Linked DNA regions of Bombyx mori: region 2 is linked to region 1. The links are chromatin contacts, called in public Hi-C maps. All regions are on one chromosome and are shown on one strand. Each heading gives the region's core, a stretch centred on a gene start, on an enhancer-like site or on the middle of the called end of the contact. The rest is flanking DNA. Distances are from core to core; before and after follow the strand shown.

What was found. Hi-C and Micro-C count contacts between places; a contact is called where the count stands out from the background.
Region 2: a contact with region 1 is called in a Hi-C map of midgut, with 2.5 times the contacts expected there. The contact joins two enhancer-like sites. A contact is called at or near these places in 2 of 7 Hi-C or Micro-C datasets (midgut and whole pupa).

The regions. Positions count from the first base shown.
Region 1 is chr2:4,211,138-4,215,882 of ASM3026992v2, reverse strand. LOC101741327 (endoplasmic reticulum junction formation protein lunapark-B) reads right to left here. Exons shown (of 10, transcript XM_062673122.1): 7 at 3,474-3,603; 8 at 1,265-1,405; 9 at 64-150. Among protein-coding and RNA genes, the nearest start is that of LOC101746269, 10 kb to the left of the region's middle. Within about 2 kb of position 1,407, at least 4 of the 8 cell types and tissues checked have open chromatin away from gene starts, as enhancers often do.
Region 2 is chr2:4,254,813-4,259,400 of ASM3026992v2, reverse strand. LOC101746269 (NAD kinase 2, mitochondrial) reads right to left here. Exons shown (of 11, transcript XM_038016794.2): 11 at 280-3,407. The coding sequence ends at 3,289. Among protein-coding and RNA genes, the nearest start is that of LOC101746269, 33 kb to the right of the region's middle. Within about 2 kb of position 2,975, at least 3 of the 8 cell types and tissues checked have open chromatin away from gene starts, as enhancers often do.

The sequences.
Region 1 (4,745 bases), core at 158-2,657:
AATAGGCAGGACCGCCAATCGCGAGTGCTGATGATGTAAGGTAAAGTACGCAATTATACTCACTCTCAAAATTATTACAATGATTTCCTCCATTCTTCTCGTCTTCGCTTTCACTTCCGGAACTGGCTACCGAAGAATCGTCACTTCCACCTGTCGTAAAGAAAGAAATCATTTTATATTTCATAATTCTCTGAAGTTTAATTAGTTGCGATGCGCGCCATCTATCGTTCGAGGACGGTACTATGACAAAACTAAACAGTACTTCAATTCATTCGAATGAACGTTGATCGTATCCGACAGAGCCCTGATTTTTTTTATCGCTTATATGGGTGGACGAGCGCACAGCCCACCTGGTGTTAAGCGGTTACTGGAGCCCATAGACATCTACAACGAAATTGAAATATAAGTTCTAAGGTCTCAAGTATAGTTACAACGGCTGCCCCACCCTTCGAACCGAAACGCATTACTGCTTCACGGCAGAAATAGGTAGGGTGGTGGTACCTTTTAAAGCGGTGGTAAGTTTTATTATTTAAGTATTAAAGTTTCATTGCCAATACTAAAATGTTTATATTTTGCACTAGTGGATTCCATAATAAGTTACGCTCTTGATTGCTATGGATTAACATTTAAAACATACATAGATAAAATAGAATCATTGCCAACAAGATTTTTAAAATTACTCGTAAATAAAAAGACAAAGAATCAATGTAAAGGAGATTACTCTAAAACTCTATAAAATATGTAAAATTTTACCGGCTAGCCTGAAACATAAATATCTTCTACTTGTAAACAATCATAGTAAACAGGATCGTTTAACTAACTTGGTGCAACATAAAACTGGCACAAGGTCAATGTCCAAAGGAAAATTTGAAATACCCATGATACAAAATTACTATGAAGATAGAACGTTAAAAAAACGTGCTCCATACTTACTCAATAGTTTACCCGAGGACATAAGACGTGAGCCTATACTTGCTAAATTTAAAAGCTTATTAAAAAAAACATTTGTTAAATACGTTGTAACCATTTCCGTAAATTAATTGTGTTATTATAGTATAACTTAGTTGAATGGTTTATACGCTATGTTTGTATAAAGCAGTTTGACTGCAGGTAACTCACCTGCAGTCAAACTGCGTAAGCAGTTTTGTGGTGCATGTTTTGAATGTAAGTGTAACTTTTTATGAATAAATATATTACATACATACTACCCGTGCGGACTCACAAGAGGTCCTACCACCATTACATATATAATGAATGAACTGACCGTGCATCCTCCTTACGGCCGGCGGCAGCGCCTTCGGGCTCAGCAGCGGCGCGGCCGGCCTCTGCTTCCGCGCCGGGTTGAGACGCCCGCAGTACGCGCACACGTACGACACGTACTCGTACTCTTCGGCCATCGCCATGCCTGACACGGGTAGGTATAGAGCTTCTCAGTACTGTTGCCGGCTACTCAGCAATAACAACCGATTCGCGTGTACATAGCGCATATGCCAACCCAACCCAAGAAAAGTGTTTTAACCGACTTAAAAAAAGATGGAGGTTCTCAATTCGACTATGTTTTTCTGTTTGTTCGTTACCTCATAACTTTTGACTGGGTGAAACGATTTTGATGATTTTGAAGTGAAACTTCTTTAAGCGCATGAGGGTAAATTTTTTACAGATGTAACGTCACGCAGGTATGCAACGGAAGTATCGAAAAAGAGAGAGAGAGCGATCGAGACCGATTGAGAGAGAGTAAGACAGGGCGAACGTAGCATGAAGCAACTAGCCATGGAGTGAGAGTTGGGAGCAAGCAAGTGAGAAAGATCGAGAGAAAAAGTGAGACAGAGCGAACGTCGTATCACGCACAGTGCCATGGAGCGAGAGGTGGGAGAGAGCTATAGTGAAAAAGATTGAACGAGAGAGAGAATAAGGGATATCGAGAAATAATACACGCTAATTTGGTTTGTGTATTCGTTCACTAGTTAATTACTTTTAATACAGCGCCATCTATGAATTTTTTTTAATACTAACGTGTGTATGAAACCTCTTGTAGGGAATTTCAATTTAGGATTATACGTAAAGTTAAAATATCAATTCACAGAGGGCGCTACCTCATACTATAAAAGTTGATTTACAATTATTTACTAATGACAAAATTTTACATATATGTACTTAGACATTTAGGATAATTGTATTTTAATTTTTGAAGGTTTCACTTCTACCACGTGTGAATTGCACACATTTTGTTTTTTTTATTAGAAATCTGACGCTTCCCATGTGGTCCCATTTCAATCGTTATTTTTTTTCATTTTTTTTATTTCCCGTGTAGGTAGAGGAGCATACGGCCCACCTGATGGTGAGTGGTTACCGTCGCCCATGGACTCCAGCAATGCCAGGGGCAAAGCCAAGCCGCTGCCTACCGTTAAATATATCATAAATCGTATCATATATCGCACCTTTAGAATTATATAGACCCAATCAAAAAAATGTGTTCTTGGAAAACATCGACATAAAAATTTCAAACCGAAAAGTCGTAGTGAAAGAGACCGATAGATAAGTTTGTCTCTATCTACTAAGCTACTTTTGTTCATTTCAATATTAAGAGTTGTTGGAAACCCAACAAATTGGTATGAAACCTTTTTTATTATTGTGGTTACATACATTACATTTGAATTTTGAATTTTGGAATGTCTTAGTTTTGTAATTCTCTTTTCATCCGTGCTATTGTACGCGATTTATAAAATTCTAAAAATACACAAATTTTATACGTGCAATCCTCGCGAGTTTATTTATCAAGTTCCTTGCCCATCCTAATCATACAGTCCACTACAAGAGTCGCTGCAAGCGGTCGTTCTAATTAATTTTTTTTATTAAAGTCGATATCCAAAAATTTCGATATAAGTCTCTATAATTCTAAAGGTGCGATATATCGAGGACTGAAAGGAAAATTTGTTTTAAACGACATTCCGCTTAATACGCGAAATTTATCTTTATAATCAAAAGTTCGTTTTATTTGGTATCAGCATCAACAGTTCGATGTTTACAATTGAACTTCAATTAAAGGACACGGGCCATTTTCGGCCCAGCTACTCGTGCTCTCAAGGATATTAATGAAATGTCTATAGAAAATAAATAATAGCTTAAAAAAACTAACAAAATAGGTAGGCTCCTTTTATAGAAAATCCAACTAAAAAATAGAAAATAAATTTTAATAAATTTGAATTCAAAATAGTGTAAGAAAAAATTATTTTTATTGTAAAAAAAAGCGTGGGGTGCTTTTCAGGATATTATCAAAATAACCCTTCTACTCATATCTGTTCATAAAATATTTATAACTACTGATACCATGCACCCAAATCATTTTTTCTTACACTATTTTTAATTCAAATTTATTAAAATTTGATTGTCTATTTGGATTTTCTATAAAAGCGTATTTTGTTAGTTTTTTTTAAACTATAATATTATTTATTTAATTTTCAATGTCCCCTTACCGTTGTGCGAGAAGCATTCCCTGCATATCAGCGCCATCCGATGATTCGGTCCGTCCTTGAGAAGATAGTCCACCACTTTGTCGAGAGCAGACCGGTCCTTGTCGAGCAGTGGCCTGGGCAACTGGTCCGACTGTGGAATATAAGGCACTAATTTATCATCATCATCATCATCATCGTCAGCGTCATCGTCATCGTCATCATCACCATCATCATCATCTCAGCCTGTCTACTGTCCACTGCTGAACATAGGCTCTCCGACTGATGTCCAGTGCGGCCGGTCCGTTGCCACCTGCATCCAACATGACCCAGTAATTTTCACCAGGTCGTCGGTCCTCTGGTAGGTGGTTGTCCCACATTGCGCTTGCCAGTACGTGGTCTCCACTAGAAGAACTTTCTGCCCCATCGGCCGTCCTATCTTCGCGCTATGTGACCTGCCCACTGCCACTTCAGCTTGCTAATCTTACGGGATATGTCAGAGAAGCTATGGTTCTTCTACGGATCTCCTCGTGTCTGATTCGATCTCGTAGAGAAATACCAAGCATAGCCCTCTCCATACCTCGGTGCGCGACACTGAGTATTAAATATTTATTTCAATATTTTTTTTATCTACTTCGAACTTACTATTACTTACTTATTATAATTTAATTTATTATTACTTAATATTAAAATTATAATATTAAATATATATATAAATATAATATTAAATATATCATCATCATTATCCTGCCCTTCTCCCAGTTACCTGGGGTCGGCGCAACATGTTTTCTCCTTCCATACTCTTCTATCATATACCATTTCTTCGCTCACTCCCTTCTTACCCATATCGTCTTTCACGCAATCCATCCATTCCTTCTTAGGTCTACCTCTTCCTCTATATCCTTCAACATTCATAGTTAACACTCTCTCACCAACCTCATTTACATTTCGTCTCATCACACGTCCATACAATCCCAAACGCGCACTCCTCAGCTTCTCTGTCACAGGTGCCACTTTCAGACTTCCTCTAACATATTCATTCCGTATTCTATCCATTCTCGTTACTCCATACATCCATCGCAACATTCGCATCTCTGATGCATGCAATCGCCTTTCATCCGCCACTTTAGTGGTCCAACAAGCTGATCCATACAAGACGGCAGGCCTTACTAAGGTCTTATATATCTTCCCTTTTAGGGGAACCTTTATTATTCCCTTCCCTTCCTTCTCTTTACTTAATATATATTATTACTTATTATAATTTACTATTCGAACACTGATACAGTTGCATCGCTC
Region 2 (4,588 bases), core at 1,726-4,225, 42 kb before region 1:
TTATAGTCGATACGACAGCCCTTGAATTATCGAGAATATTCACGATACGGCCACATTTATGTTTCTGGTATTTGACAATAGATGGCGTTGCTCTTACTGACGTAGCATATTAGCTACAATAGAACTAAGTATGAACTCATATCTCAAAGGACATGATGACATTGATGTAAGTAGCCTTCGATAAGCGCTTAACGCTAGACGGACTGTGAGCTCGTTCACCCCTCTAGGACAACAAAGAAAACAATTCAATTTTCTTGTTTGTGATGCAATAAAAAAACGTTTTTTTATATTAATCGATTTTATTATTACGAAGCGCCAGCACTAGTGTTAATAATTCCGTTATAACTCAATTAAAATACACAAATCGATACATTTCACATTTTACTATTGTTAAATTACCATAAAATAATATTGGAATAATAATAGGCCATTCTAAATCTAAGACAAACTAAACTGTAATAAAACATAATATTATATTGTGCTATCTCTTAAATTAAATTTTACAAAATTTTACACTTACACGAATAGGTTTTTTTTTTCTTAGATGAGTGGACGAGCTCACAGCCGACCCGGTGTTAAATGGTAACTGGAGCCCATAGACATCTACGACGTAAATGCACCACCCACCTTGAGATATAAGTTCTAAGATCTCAGTATAGTTACAACGGCTGCCCCGCCCTTCAAACTACGTAAAACTACATATTTATACCTTTTTTTTTTAAATGATTAAAACTTCTTTTACGGTTTATTTTCGCTTTTTTTATTTGTCATCACTTTGTTTCGAATACTGTAACATTTGAATCAACGACACAAGCCCACTGAGTTTCTCGCCGGATCTTCTCAGCGGGTCGCGTTTCCGATCCGGTAGTAGATTGATTCGCGAAACAGCTGCTCTTGTATTTTTAGGTCTCCTTCGGAGGCGCTCGGGCAGCTGTTAGCAAATCCCAGCCCTCCTGGCTGAGCCTTTGCTCGCCCAGCTGTCCTCGTGAAACTGGAAAGGCCTCCGTGCCACCAGTAATTCTTCAATCGTAAAAAAAAGCTAATTCGAACACATTAATAATTTTGTATTTTAATTTCTCATATGGCAACATTAATGCACACGGGTGTTGCTAGGTAATTTTTTTATTTTTTATTGCTTAGATGGGTGGACGAGCTTACAGCCCACCTGGTGTTAAGTGGTTACTGGAGCCCATAGACATTTACAACGTAAATGCGCCACCCACCTTGAGATATAAGTTCTAAGATCTCAGTATAGTTACAACGGCTGCCCCGCCCTTCAAACCGAAACGCATTACTGCTCCACGGCAGGAATAGGCAGGGCGGTGATACCTACCCGTGCGGACTCACAAGAGGTCCTACCACCGGTAATTACGCAAATTATAATTTTGCGGGTTTGATTTCTATTAATTGCAAACATACCCCCTTAATACATTTTCCCAGAGAGCGTAACACAATGCCGACTAATTGCGAAATAAATTGTTATTCATAATTTTTTTTCATTGCACATGAGTCGACTATTATCAAAGCCGGCAATGTGACTTTTGGACAATTATTGGTAAATCAGAAAATCGAATTATTGACTTTGTATTCCATTGGCAGTCACAAAACTCTTCTGAACGACATCTTAGATAAATAACAGGTTAACTATTAACCTTTATTTAATGCAGGTTTTGAACCGTATTCTTTGAAGGAGACGATTATATTCAAATCAATCTGTATTGACATATCAATAACATTTTTTTGTCCAAATGCACAGATTGCCACCTTTGATAATAGACGACTCACATATCGTCATTATTATTCACAGTATGTTCTTTTCTAACACAATAAATACACTCAGTATAATGTAGTGATTGACTTTTGCGTAACATTTTTAATTAAATTCCATATTTATTTTCACTAAATCTCAAAATCGAATTCTAGACGTGTTTAGAAATGAACGGAACACAAAAACCAAACAAACAAAAACATTCAACCATAATAAATATATATATCTCAGTCTTACTGGCCATTGATTGATGCTAAGCCAAAACAAAATCTACTTAGATATAAAAAACTTACACATTTTGTTACAACACCTTAAAAATACTATTTAATTATTAACATATTTACTGCCTAAACTAAAATGTTATAATAATATTATATAGTAGTAGTTCTATTTTTCCAACTGGAAAGGCAAAGGTATCATATCATACAGCCTTAATCTTTTATATATATTTTATTATATGAAAAATGATATTATAAAATGAAAAGAAGTTGATTAATATGAAACATGGCATGAAATGAAATGAAAATAGATGATATGATATGAGATGAAATATAATCTAGTAAAATGGTGGTCATTTACTGAGACTTTTTCGAGGATCTCGAGAAGTTACGTCCAGCGGTTTTGTTTCATTTTCGCACATTTGTGCACTTTCACAGATATTAAACAGTTCATAAATCACCGTTATTACACATTTAAACCTGAAGAAACACTAAATAGACAAAATAAAACAAATCACACAACTTCACTCAACGCGTTCCCGCCAAAAAGTCATCATATTAGAACTATTTTATTTGTACAGATTTTCATTTGTCAAATAAGCGTCACCTTTTGACGGGAATGAACACAGGTTGCCAAGTCGTATGAATTCATTTGTTTTGTTAGTATTGTGTTTCTTCGGGTTTAAATGTTTAATAACGTTGGTTTATTAACCGTTAGGAGTCGGTGAAAGTGCATAAATGTGGGAAAATGAAACAGTCGCTGGACGTAGCTCCTCGGGTTCTTCCAAAAAGTCCACAAGTATTTATAAATAAACACAATTTTACTGATATTTTATTTCATCCTATACAGTCTCAAATACACACAACTTCATCCACTCATAACATTTTAAACACAATTTTTTTTTTATATAGCAGAGTATACAAACGATTAGGCTGTATAGTGTGACATCTTCGACTTTCCAGTCGGAAAAATAGAACTACTACTACAAATAAGTGACATTGACAGAACATTTGACAGCCTTCATACAACGCTAGGCTGTGTGTCTCAGACGATTTAAGCTAAAGCTATATTCGCTCTAACACCCGACATTTATACCGTACGACACGACACGACACGACATTTAGTTTATTTTATTAAAATATTTTTTTTTACGTCCCTTACATTCTTCGATCTAATCTTTAATCCAACAAAACGTTCACTGTTCACAGGAAATATATTATATTTTATTCAGCCGTTATTATTGAATTATTATTTTAGATTCTATATTGATCTAAATACAGTTGTTTTTTCATTGAACTAGTTCAATACGGTAAAGCGTCGTCCATTTGCACGGTCATAAGGGAGTCCTCCGGGTGGATCTCCAGGAGAGCCTCAGTACCGTCGTTGAACGGGAAGGATACACTGCCGTCTATGACTAGCCCTGAAATAAAACCGATATAAAAATTCAAATTCAATTTTATTATTATAACACTCACAAGTTCGCTCTTTAGTATCGAGTTTTTTTTTTATTGCTTAGATGGGTGGACGAGCTCACAGCCCACCTAGTGTTAAGCGGTTACTGGAGCTCATAGACATCTACGGCGTAAATGCGCCACCCACCTTGAGATATAAGTTCTAAGATCTCAGTATAGTTACAACAGGGTGCAGGATGATGGTACCTACCCGCGCGGACACACAAGAGGTCCTACCACCAGTAGAACTGATCACTCAATGTCATCTGGTCGTCGACACGAGATGTCTACGATTTTCGAGAACATTTCCTATAGTAGCGGTCGTGTTTTACAATAGATGGCAATAAACTTCTCGAACGTTCCCGTAGGCATTAGTCGTTTTGATTTTCGATGACAGATGGCGCTACTAATACCAACCTATGTATATTAATGTTCAAAATCAATGAAAGCGACGCGTTTGAGCTAGAACGGTCCAAAGCCCACACGGGCACGTTTCGTACTACAAGTGACGTGTTTGTGAGTATGATTGTGTGTTTAGTGCGAGTTTTTTAACGTTCTCGATAGCGTAAAAGTTAACTCAAATGTGTATGCAGTTGGAACAGCGCCCCTAGCGGCAAACGTAGGCGAACGTTCCAACAGCGTACAAATTCGACTTAACTTTTACGGTATCGAAAACGTAAAAAAACTCGGAGTAAGCACATTGGTACGTTTATAATCTTCGTTGCGTTTTTATGTATAGTTTTTCTTTTGTTTACTAAACCTCATCTTTAAAAGTACTCGGTGGTGACTTAATTAGTGCCATTAATTGCTGAGCCAAGGGCGGTGTTTTCGTTTCCCAGATAGGGCAAACATTCGTGTGATGAACAAATTTGTTTGCTTTTTCTACGGATTTTTAATATATATTTGTGAAATTGTGTTTAAATGTATATATTTATGTCAGTCTCTGATTCCTTTACAGCATAGGGAATCCTAGTTTGGAGTCACAAAATATATATGTGTATAAGCACGCGTAGGTGCTAGTGTACTTTACTGGTGGTAGGACCTCTTGTGAGTCCGCACAAGTAGGTACCACCGCCCGGCCTATTTCTGTCGTGAATCAGTAATGTGTTTCGGTTTGAAGGGCGGGGCAGCCGTTGTAACTATACTGAGA